Regions from separate parts of the Mus musculus genome. Here all the other regions are linked to region 4. A link is a contact called in public HiCAR-type and promoter capture Hi-C data. All regions are on one chromosome and are shown on one strand. The core of a region is the stretch at or near the end of the contact, and the rest is flanking DNA. Distances in the headings are between cores, read along the strand shown.

What was found. Promoter capture Hi-C pulls out the DNA fragments that hold promoters and counts their contacts. HiCAR-type assays count read pairs that join an accessible place to other places. Capture Hi-C pulls out chosen DNA fragments and counts their contacts.
Region 1: a contact with region 4 is called in a HiCAR-type map of astrocytes, with 5 times the contacts expected there. The contact joins the promoter of Zfp40 here to the promoter of Ppp2r1a in region 4. A contact is called at or near these places in 3 of 39 promoter capture datasets (hippocampal neurons, liver and pre-B cells), 1 of 115 datasets of contacts at active chromatin or transcription factors (astrocytes) and 2 of 9 other capture datasets (adipose tissue and liver).
Region 2: a contact with region 4 is called in a promoter capture Hi-C map of adipose tissue, with 3 times the contacts expected there. The contact joins the promoter of Zscan10 here to the promoter of Ppp2r1a in region 4. A contact is called at or near these places in 4 of 39 promoter capture datasets (hippocampal neurons, liver and pre-B cells), 1 of 484 Hi-C or Micro-C datasets (rod photoreceptor), 2 of 115 datasets of contacts at active chromatin or transcription factors (astrocytes and embryonic limb bud) and 1 of 9 other capture datasets (adipose tissue).
Region 3: a promoter capture Hi-C map of pre-B cells shows a contact between it and region 4, with 6 times the contacts expected there. The contact joins the promoter of Paqr4 here to the promoter of Ppp2r1a in region 4. A contact is called at or near these places in 3 of 39 promoter capture datasets (hippocampal neurons, liver and pre-B cells).

Annotation. Positions count from the first base shown.
Region 1 is chr17:23,191,892-23,194,591 of GRCm38.p6, forward strand. It overlaps Zfp40 (zinc finger protein 40), which reads right to left and starts at 1,337. Exons shown (of 6, transcript NM_009555.2): 1 at 1,184-1,337.
Region 2 is chr17:23,599,521-23,602,220 of GRCm38.p6, forward strand. Zscan10 (zinc finger and SCAN domain containing 10) reads left to right here and starts at 1,306. Exons shown (of 7, transcript NM_001289481.1): 1 at 1,306-1,439. It also overlaps a transcript of Zfp13 not described here.
Region 3 is chr17:23,738,988-23,741,687 of GRCm38.p6, forward strand. Paqr4 (progestin and adipoQ receptor family member IV) reads right to left here and starts at 1,343. Exons shown (of 3, transcript NM_023824.3): 1 at 873-1,343. The coding sequence starts at 1,038. Kremen2 (kringle containing transmembrane protein 2) reads right to left here. Exons shown (of 10, transcript NM_028416.2): 10 at 2,212-2,700.
Region 4 is chr17:20,944,016-20,946,715 of GRCm38.p6, forward strand. It overlaps Ppp2r1a (protein phosphatase 2, regulatory subunit A, alpha), which reads left to right and starts at 1,439. Exons shown (of 15, transcript NM_016891.3): 1 at 1,439-1,568. The coding sequence starts at 1,491.

The DNA.
Region 1 (2,700 bases), core at 87-2,586, 2.2 Mb after region 4:
GAGTCATTCATTACTCTGATTCCAGTGAGCGAATACAATTATTGAAACGATGCTTTCTAATTTTAGTTTTAATCTAAACTGAGTTTGCTGACTATAAAATCATGATTACACATTTCTGAATTGTGTATTTACACTCCAAATACTGTATTTATAGAGTGCTTACATCTCAAGACAGAAAATTAACAGGGAGTAAAATTTGCTTAGTAAACATTAATGTTTACAGCAGTAACTTTGGCATTTAATAAAGTACTGCTATGGGTAGCTGGCCAGAGATGACCACTCAAACAGTTTATAGCCCACTCAAAGTCTTTATTCCAGCCGGTTGAGACCACACCCAAGTGTTCAGGGACCTAAGTGTTTCTGTGAATGTCCAAAACATAGGGGTTTTAAGGGCAGGGACCTCATCCAGGCATCTTGCATAGCAGCTGCTGGGGCCATTCTGCAGAGTAAGTAGTTTGAAGCAAGCAGTTTTTAACAGTAGCTAAAATAGGAGGTTAGCCATCCTGATGGGAGGTTCCAGCACACCAGCAGCTAGGATCTAAGGTTGACTGGAAGAGGTTACTCAAAAACTTTAATCAATGGCTAAGTATGGTAGGTTAGCTAGGACATCCTGACCTAGAATAGAGTTGGGTCGTTTTTTTCATGGGATTCTCCATCAAGAAAATAATTTTTTAGTTAACCCTGGAAACGGTCTCAGCAGGAATACAACAAGATGGAGGAACCGCTACACTGTTTTGCTCTGTCACAGTGTATATTCTGATTCTATCAAATCTGCACTGGTTCTTCATGCGACTAGTATCTACAAAGCTTTCTGCTGTGCTTAGTCCCAGGGGCAAAGGACAATCTCTGAAATAGGCAAGTAGTAGAACACAGAAGTTAGAAAAAAGCATGCATGAATTTAAATTCCAGCAGCTTTGTAACTATTACAAAGCAATGAGAAGCCTGCTTGCAGACAACAGATGATGCAAATGCTCTAGCAGATTATTTTATGAAAATATTCTGGCCAGCATAAGATAAATGCAAAAATGACGATAAACCCCTGTTCATATGATTTCAATCTTCCCGACAATGGTAGGCTATCCATGGTTAAAAGATTATCTACTACAGAATTGTGAGAGCGGCTTCCTTTGAGCAGCCTCCACCCTTGCTCCCGCCCGTTTCCCAGCCCCGCGGCTCCTCTGACCTGGGCGTTCTATGGCTGCCGGGCTGAGGCTCAAGCTACAGCGCTGTTGACTAATGACTTTCTCAGGACTCCTCTCGCGGCACCTGTGGATGCCTGGAATTTTCACGCCCTCCTAGAGAAGCCCGTGTCCTCCACCCCGGATTCCGGACCTCGCAGCTTCCCCGGTCCCTCAGTGAATGGTGAATTTTTCTGTCACTCTGTGCAGGCTCCTTGGAGCACCGCCCTAGCTCCGCCCACCACACGCTGGTTCCGGTTACGTGAGGGTTTTTTTTTTTTTTTTTTTTTTTTTTGTAAGCCCACCCCTCCCAAGCTCTTCTCTTTCTTTCTTTCTTTCTTTCTTTCTTTCTTTCTTTCTTTCTTTCTTTCTTTCTTTCTTTCTTTCTTTCTTTCTTTCTTTCTTTCTTTCTTTCTTTCTTTCTTTCTTTCTTTCTTTCTTTCTTTCTTTCTTTCTTTCTTTCTTTCTTTCTTTCTTTTTTTCCAAGTCTATCCGATTGTTTTCGTTTTTAAAAACTTCCTCGCCTTCTGATCAGGCGAGTATCCCCGCTCCGCGGAGGCAGGTCCCTCCTAGTCAGTATTGGACAGCCTGTCACACAGCTCTAGCTGTCAGGCTGCGCTGCACACGCTCAGCACAGTCCCACCCACCCACCTACCAGGCTTGCTGACAGCTAGACCAGAACTGGATCTAGTCCGCTGCACCCAGGTCTGACCCAGACCGTGGCTTCTGAAGTCTTCAGATAGAAGTTATTCTGCCTAACTTTTCATCTTGAGATACTAGCCTTCTGGACTACAGCAAAAAGGAATCAGCCGACACCCTAAATTCTGACTTTTGTTCCGCTCCCAACATTATAGTAAACCTAAGGTTAAAATGCCCTTGACCTAAAACAGACAAACAAACAAACAAACAAACAAACAAAAAACCCAAAACAAAACAAAACAAAACAAAAAAAAACTATAGCTGTGTCCTTTAAGGAAAACACTGTAAGTGGTATCTTAAAGATACATAGCTCAAAAACCAAGAGTCAAATTCAAGGAGAACAAAGCAGGTTGAGCATGTAAATGAACTAAAAAAAGACAGGAACAAAATGATTTGTTGGGGGGAGGGGGCAGATAGCAAATGCTGATGGAAATGAGGACGACTTAAGATATGAAGATTGAATTCAATAAGTAGCTAGAAACATCGAAAAAGTCCAAACTGAAGTGAAGCAAGAAATCAAAACTGCAATGTCTAATAATAACTCAGAACAGGTAGGAGACAGAATATCAGGCTTGAAGACAAAGTACGGGAGCGGGATGTCTCAGTCAAAGGAAATGATGAATTAAAAGAAAATACACAAGTAGCACTGTTTAAAGGCAGAAGTGAAATTTAAACTGTGCATCCAACACTTATATGAAATAATTTAAATTTTAGACATTAACAACTCAATCTGGAGAGCTTTACTGGGAAGCTGGGTAATTATTTTCATAACTATGCAAATTGGAGTGACACTGAAAAGCCATCTGCATCCTTCTCTCACAGA
Region 2 (2,700 bases), core at 56-2,555, 2.7 Mb after region 4:
TGACCCCGCGAGTGATGTAGTGCACTCTAGAACGGGGTGGACACTCCAGATAGCACCACTGATTCCCGGAAGGAATCCTCCTCTGTATTTGGGAGCATGTAACTAAGAAAGCCCATCAATGCAAAGGGGAGAGTTTGACTTTAAAGTGGGCTCCAAAGGGTTTGTGGAGGTAACTTCTCCTGAGAGGCGGGGCGAGGCGGAGGGCGCTGTTAGTAGGACAAAGCCACTAGCAGGATTCTGGTGGGGGAGACTTTTAAAAGCTATATGGACTGAGGAACACTCATCTTTATCACATCTTCTTGTCGGTGTATGTTTTAATTTTTTTCTCACTACATTTATTTATTTACTTATTTATAGGTTGGGTGGGGGCACATGTGGAAGTCAGAGGACTACTTGTGGAAGTCAGTGGCCCAGGTTTTTGTTTGTTTGTTTTGAGGCGGGATTTCATGTAGCCCAGTGACTTCAGACTTCATATTAGCTGAAAGAGGCCTGCCTCCATTTCCCAGATGCAGAGATTACAAGTGTGCACGATCATGCCCAATTTTATGATGTGTGCTTCCTGCTTGGCAGGAAAGCATTCTACCAACTGAGATGTATCCCTTTGGTTTTGAGTTTTTGAGACAAGTTCACTCTGTTACACCAAGCCCATCTGGAATTCAGGGCACTCTTCCAGCCTTAGCTGAACCTGGAAAAGATAGCACTGCAGGTGTAAACCATCACACCTGCCTTCTGTCCCCCTCCTTTTCTACTTTGAGACAAGGTCTCACCACGTAACTATAACCTGTAACTCAATATGTAGACCAGGCTGGTCTTGAACTAATAAGAGATCCACCTGCCTCTGCCTCCTGAGTGCTGGAATTAAAGGTGTTTTCCACTCTAATTGACCTATTTTATTTTCTTACAACTGCAGTCTCATCTGTTCCTTGGAATGCAACCCCCACACCCCAAATCCACCTGGGGCAGGGCCTCATTCCTCAGTTTAGCTCCATGTCCTTAGAGCCTGCTGTTTAATAAACATGTAGATAAATATTTGTTGTATGAATGAAAAGCCAAGCAAAGAGGCCTACACACAGCAAGCACGTAAAACAGAAGCTCTTGGCCCCAAAAGGGCATCAGTCTGTCTCCGCGTAGATGGAGAAGCTCTGGCTTAGAGTAACTTAACTCTTACAGAAGCTTGGCAAAGTTAGAATCTGGAGTCATCACTTTTCCCTTGGTTTGTTTCTGGCTCCTCCCTCTTCCTTACCCCACCCAGACTGGGAGGTGAAGGGTTAATTCCTGGAAGCCCCTTTATCCCCTTACCTGAAAGGGATGGGTCAGGCAGGGAACTTCCTGTTCCATTTCCCGGGATTCCTTTCCCAAACTAGGCTACGCTGCCTCTTACCCTGAATTCTCCCAAGGATCCCCAAACATCTCGGCCTCAGGCGTCGGTACCTGGAGTGGTGAGTTGGAGGGCTGGGGTGTAGGCTTACAGCACTGTGGAGAGTGAAGGGTGTTTCGGGGGACCTACTGGTAGGCTGAGAGCTAGAAAAGTCTTGGTTATAATGAGCGGGTAACTCGTGCTGGAGACTCCAAGGCCACACAGCATGATGCATTTGTGGCCTTGGAGACATGAGGGAGGGTCCCAGAAGTGACGATGCCATGCGTTCCTAGCACCAGAAGGGGATCTCTGCCTTAAAAAAAAAAAAAAAAAAAAAAAAAAAAACAAGTTAACAGAGTTGAGCAAGTTAGACTGCTAGCAGAGAAAGGGGGTTATTTCTTGCAGAGGACCACTCTAGCTCCCTAGTGTGTAGGTGGATTTTATAGCAGTACCTACATACAAATTTAGACCGGCCAGATTTCACTAAAGAGCTTTCTCGCCCCACACCCAGCCAACCCCCTACAGAGGTGCATATTAATAGGCCTTTTGTCCTGGAGACCTGGGGGAGGGACAGGCTTTCTAAGGCCTACTTGCCTGAATTCCATCTCTTGGAAACCTCTGGCAAGTCCTCACCTAGAAATTCCAGCTGCTGTGTGGTTAGGCGGGCCTTTGACCAGAATCTAGAATTCTCTCTTTCTTATCTATGCTGTCATACTCCAAGCTAATACTGGCAAAATTTCATGGGGTAGGACGCAAATAGTGGGTTCGGAACCCCATTTCCACTTTAGCAAGCAGTATTGCAGCACCGGGTGAAGCTGTGAGTAAATCACCTTGGACTCTCTGAACCTGTAGGATTAATAGGTTGATCTAGCAAGTGAGTCCGGGCGGGATGAAGTGAGCAGCAGGCAACTGACTGGGCTGCTAAACGCTTGGAACTCACGAGCATCTGCTGCAGAGTGGCCAGAGTGACTTCACTCTCTAATTGTTTTTATTTTTTTAAGGTTTATTTATTTTATATACAGAGGGTTTGTATGAATGTGCATCTGCGCACTATAAGAGGGAACTGGGTCCCACCAACAGTTGGGAGTTGCCATGTGAGTTCTGGGACTTGAAGTCTCATGAGCTCCGGAAAAGCAGCCACGCTCTGAGCCTGGAGCGCCTCCATATCATATTTCATATGCTTCTTCAGACAGCGAAATGCAATGCTGTTTCCTGTGTGTGTGAGCCAGAAATTAGGGCTCGATGTGCTGGCTGGGCACAGGCCCTGAAGATACTACTCCAACCCCTCTTTGTGTTTTTATTTTTGAGAAAGAATCTCACTAAGTTGCCCAAGCCAGCTTTGT
Region 3 (2,700 bases), core at 93-2,592, 2.8 Mb after region 4:
AGTTCTGATTAGGACAGGAGGGACATACCAGCCTCAGGGTTACTTAACATTGTCAAATGTCCAGGCAGATGGAGGCTTTGGGTCTTTTTGTTTTCCATAAAGAAAGCCAGGAAAGGCCAGAATGAGGGGAAAGGACTGGAAGAAGCCTATCCTGTCTCCACTGGGGCGCTTTCAGCTCTGTTCTTTCCAGTGCTGGCCTTTCTTGGACATTCCTCCCTTCCCCACAACCAGTTGGCATTGCCTTAATAGAGGACAAATGCAGGCATCAGCCCCACTCTTGGTGGGGGTCTGACTAGACAATAGCGCTCTTCCTCTAGAGAAAAGCCCAAGTCTAAACCTAGCTGGCTCTAGTTCCCTCTCCCAGCTGGGGCGGCTCAAGGACAGGCCAGGGCTGTGTCAGCAGAGCTCTAGGGGCCCGCAAGAAGTGTGTTGGGGGGCGGGGTGGGGGAAAGCGGAGCCCCACGGTACTGCTATGGTCGTGGGGACTCAAGGCTATCGCGAGGAAGGGCTTGGGTCAGGCAGGGGCAGTCTTCTCTCCAATTCCTCCTAGCCAGTGAACGCCCATCTCCAGGATGAGCGCTGGAGGGGGAGGGTGCCCAAGGCGCAGGATTATCAAGGGGATACCAGGATTCTTACCCCTAGAGCTCAGCCGGATTAAGCTGGCTCTCACTCTGCTCCCCTGTCCTGCTTTGGGGCACTACTGGGAAAGCAGGAGCTGGCAACGAAGCTTGGGACAATGGCAGCTTTGTCACCGCGGCGCCTGACCCAACCAGAGCAGGGACAGTCCAGGACTTGAGCTTGGGGGGCTGCTGTGCTCACAGGCAAGGCGGCCGCGAGTGCAAGAAGCGTGAATCGGGGCGCGGCTCACCTACCGTGTGTGTAGATGTTGCCCAGCTCGTTGTGTAGGTAGAAAAGGCTGCGCAGACAGCCCGAGCCGCTGCTGGCCGGCCGGTAGCCGGTTAATACGAACTTATTGAACTGCAGGTGCGGCGGCGAGCTAGCCCAGTCCAGGAGACGAGGCCCGGTCAGGAATGCCATGGCCTCACGCACTGCGGCCGACCGGCGACCCTCTGCGCCTGGGCTTCCTTCTCAGTGGAGCTGCAGCGCTGGGAAGCTCATCCCGATTCACCTCCGGCTATCCGGTGGCCCTGCCCGGGTCAGCAAGGAGGTCCCGGCCCCCTTCCCTCACGCGCTGCGCACGCGCGAGTTCGACGCCCCCGCAAGGGAGAGAAAGCTGGCAACCCCAGGTCGGAGCTCAGTGCATTCAGCTCCACCGTAGCAGAGCGGCGGAGGGAGAGCTCCGGTTGGCCGCAACGGCAGCCAGGCGTCTCGCCGCAGCCCGGAGGACGGGCGCGGCCGGACGCCGGAGGGGACAGCAGGCTCCACCCCGGCTCCTCGCCCCCGCCACCCTGCCTGTGTTTCGCGCGCTGGATTCCTGACGTTCTTGTTGCAGGGACCAATGGGCTCTGCGGACGGAGATGCTCCGCCCCGAGACCGCCCATGCCTTCTCTTTTTAACATATGCGGTTCCAGCCTTCTTTGCGTGGAGTGGCTGTTGGCTTGCGACGCGAGTTTCTGTGTCGGGCTCCTCCACTGGAGTGGCCTAGCACCTTGGGTCTACCAACATTATCACACCCCAGCTTTCTTAATGACCTTCAGGTTGCCGCACCTTTGGGCACCTACCTCAAGCACATAACCCGGCTACCCAGCTCTAAACCCACAGTCAGACTCTGTCCAAGGTGCTGCTGGCTAAGCGCCCCACCACCACCCCCCACACCCCCCAGAAGAGTCCTGAGCAGCGCAGGCGCTTACCCACTTTGGAGGCATATTTCCATTGGCGGGGAACCCAAGCGTCTAAGATGTGTGGTGCACCTGGAACCCTTAGCGAGGCCCAGCCCTTCCGGCCAGGCTGCTTCGAGCTTGGGTTCCACCCAATTCACTCCCTTTTATCGCCCACAAAGCACACCCTTAGCCCTGCCCAGTACAGGCAAGGAACGGGCAAAGGCAGGAGACCAGGGAAGCAAGGTCGGTTCTCTTCTACTCTGGCAGGGACAAGGAAGGCGCTTCTTCCTCATAAAACTACCCAAGACCAACTTCCACATCCTCTCATAAGAAAGCTCACAGTGTGGACACCCAGCATCCCACCTGCAGCCCCCCTGCCCACACCCTTATCGACAGGTTCTTCCTCGCGCAAAGAACTTGCTAAAGCCTCTACCAAAATAGGCCTTTTATTTTAAGTCTATACTGAGTCTTTAGATCACTTTTGTTTTGTTTTTGTTTTTGTTTTGTTTTGTTTTTTGAGACAGGGTTTCTCTGTATAGCCTTGGCTGTCCTGGAACTCACTTTGTAGACCAGGCTGGCCAGAAATCCTCCTGCCTCTGCCTCCCGAGTGCTGGGACTAAAGGCATGCGCCACCACGCCCGGCTTTAGATCACTTTTGTTGGCCCCTAACCTTTCATCGAGGGCAGCAGTCCAGGACCATCCCCAAAAGAGGCGCAAAGAACCCTGAAACCAAACACCACCCATCACATCAAGGTCCATGAATTAGGGTGTTGGATTCCCTTTGTCCTTTGGCTTCAGTCATCTGGACCCCAAGGGTCAGGCCAAGTTCCCAAATAGCACTGGATGCTTCCTGTCCGATCTTCTGGTCTTCCCGAGATGATCAGAGACCGAGCTGCTTTTAAAGGGGCACAAGGTCGAG
Region 4 (2,700 bases), core at 189-2,688:
TAGCCTCTCCTGAGTTCCCCAGTTTTCTGTTGATTGGTTTCAGAAACACATAAAGTACAGTATAGAAGAGTTCATATAAAGGAAAGAAACTGAAGAATGGCCAGAGAGATCATAAAAGAAAATACACTCACAAAGAATAGACAATGGTACCATTGTGCCAAACTCTTTTAGTGAGGTAGCGTATAAACTGAAGTTTCTAAGCCAGACCATTTGGATTAACTCTTATGGGATGAGGCAATGGTATGGCTGTCTTTTGAGGGTTACACCATAGACCTTTGACTGGCCCGGAGGTCACTATGTAGACCAAGATGATGTCAATCTCAGAAAGATGACAAGTTTTTGCTTCCTGAGTTTCATGATTGAAAGCATGTGCACTTTCACACATGGCTATGCCTTCTGTTCGTTATCACAAGACCAAGTGTTTCCTATTCAGGGCCAGAGATATGTGATCTGCATCATTACTTAGGAACGCCTACTCTCTGTGAGGGGGGGGGGGTTGTTTGTTTGTTTGTTTGTTTATTTCCACTCTCTGTGAGGGTGCTTTCTCAATTTTCTCTCTAATTGGAGAGGAAGAAGGGGGAAGGGAGGAATGGAGGTGTGGGGGGGAGGATGATGGAGGAGGGGAGAGGCGAGGGGAGTCGAAAGGAGAAAACAAAAATCAAGTATAGAAATAGCCACGCTTTAACAACCTTGATAGCATCTAACAACCCCGCTATGCCCACCTTCTTCCCTTTCATATTTTCAACCTTAAGGAGAAAGGATTGTGATAGTTTTATATTCGCCTTCTAAGTGAATCACAGCGCCCAAGCTCATTATGAGGCAGAGGTCCATCCTCAAAAAACTTTCGACCTTGTTCATTTTTTACTAGCTACCTAGAAGCTCCCCGGCAGGATGAAGACTCGCTCTGGCCGCTCTATTTCTTCCGGGTAAGGGGGGTGGGTAATAAAGCCTTGAACGCCAAGAGCCCCAGAACCGCATCCTAGAAACCAAGCAAGGCAAATCTCCCTACTTAGGAGTCCCTCCTTTACAGAGACCGGTATAGCAGAACCAGACAAGCATGTCCTTCATTACGTCACGCATAGCTCCCAAGACTCCAGCTTAAGTCTTCTCCGCCTCTCCCCAAGGGGCCATCTTAGCCACCTCCCACCCTCGACTCTCATTGGCAGCTAGACCTGCTTGTTCCCGTGGTTGCTAGCAGCGACGTAGGCGGGCACAATCTTGGTCACTAAGATACTTCACTTCCGGTTCCTCTCGTCCTTCGGGAAAAACATCTCATTCGTCCGGCCAATGGTGAATGAGAAGTAGGCGGGACTTGGTTGGTTCAGACCAAACAGACGCGAGCTTGTGCGGCAATGGCGGCGGGACGGCCCCTGTAGGGCGGCTCGGGCGCCCCCACGTCCGCTTTGCGTCCTTTCCCCGGCACCGCCCCGCCCGATCCCGGATTCCGCCTGGAGCTCGCTGCTGCCTGATAGAAACGCCAGGGAGCCAAGATGGCAGCTGCCGACGGTGACGATTCGCTCTATCCTATTGCGGTGCTCATAGATGAACTCCGCAATGAGGACGTTCAGGTACGGGGATCCTTCCGTTAGAGTGTGTGGGGGAGATCGGGGACGGGGATCTTCGCGGAATGTGGGAGCGATGGCTCCGGGTTCTCCGGGAGTGGCGGAAAGCAGCGGCAGCCAATCAGAATTCAGGTCTCATCTTTCTTAATAGCAAGGTTCGATGAGATGGCAGCCTTCATTGGGTGCCCGGCCAAGCGGAGGGCAAGCCTCGAGGGTCCTACCTGAGTGCGCGCGGCCGCCCCAGATCTGGGCCTGGGCGGCCCGAGATAGGGTGGCGGTCTTGTTGCCGCCTGCCAGTCGGTGATTGGCGGCGGACTCAGAATGGCTCTTTGTAGAGAATCGGCGGGGGCGCGTGACCTGCTGAGTAGAAACCCTCAGGGGTCCTGGCGACCCGGGTAGAGTTCCCATTGCTTTTAATGTTTTCGTTTTAACTGGAAGGAGTGGGGACTGATATTGGGATTGGGGACTGATACCGAGATTTCTGTCCATTCTTCACCGACCTCCACCTTGTATTTTGGGTTAGCTCTCCTGAAGGAGGAGGAAGGAGGCGGTGAAAGTATCCTCTCCTGAGATTTAACTAGCCGTAGCTGGGGTGGGTAACGTGCACAGACCCACCTGTTCTCCGACCTGGTCCCAAGCCGGCCTGCCAAGAGAGTTGATAGTTCTGGTTCATGGGAGAAGAATGAGCCAGGACCCCAGAGTTGTCGGACTGCTTTGGATTTGAAAAAGAGGTCAGACCTCAAGGCCGCATCCTCTCACCTGAGGATGACCTTGTGTGCACATTATTTCATCGCCCCTGGCTTCTGTTTTCTACAAATAGCGGCTAATAATAGTCCTGGTTTCCCTCGGTGGCCGAGGAAAAGTAGTAAAATGAAACTGGCTGTATGTAAAGGCTCTATAAATGTTAGCAATTATTTTGGGGGTGTGGCTATTGTGGCACTGTGCTACAGCCCTCTGCTTTTCCTTTTATATAGAATTGTTCATGCTGCACTCAGTCACCTTCCTGAACCTGGGCCTATCCTCTAAGTCTTACGTATTTATGTGTGACTCTGGTTCCATTGTTGGCAAGACTGGATTTGTACTCCTGGATCTTGCAATTTTTGCAAATTGACTCAGGCAGTCTGTGTTTCTCTTCTGT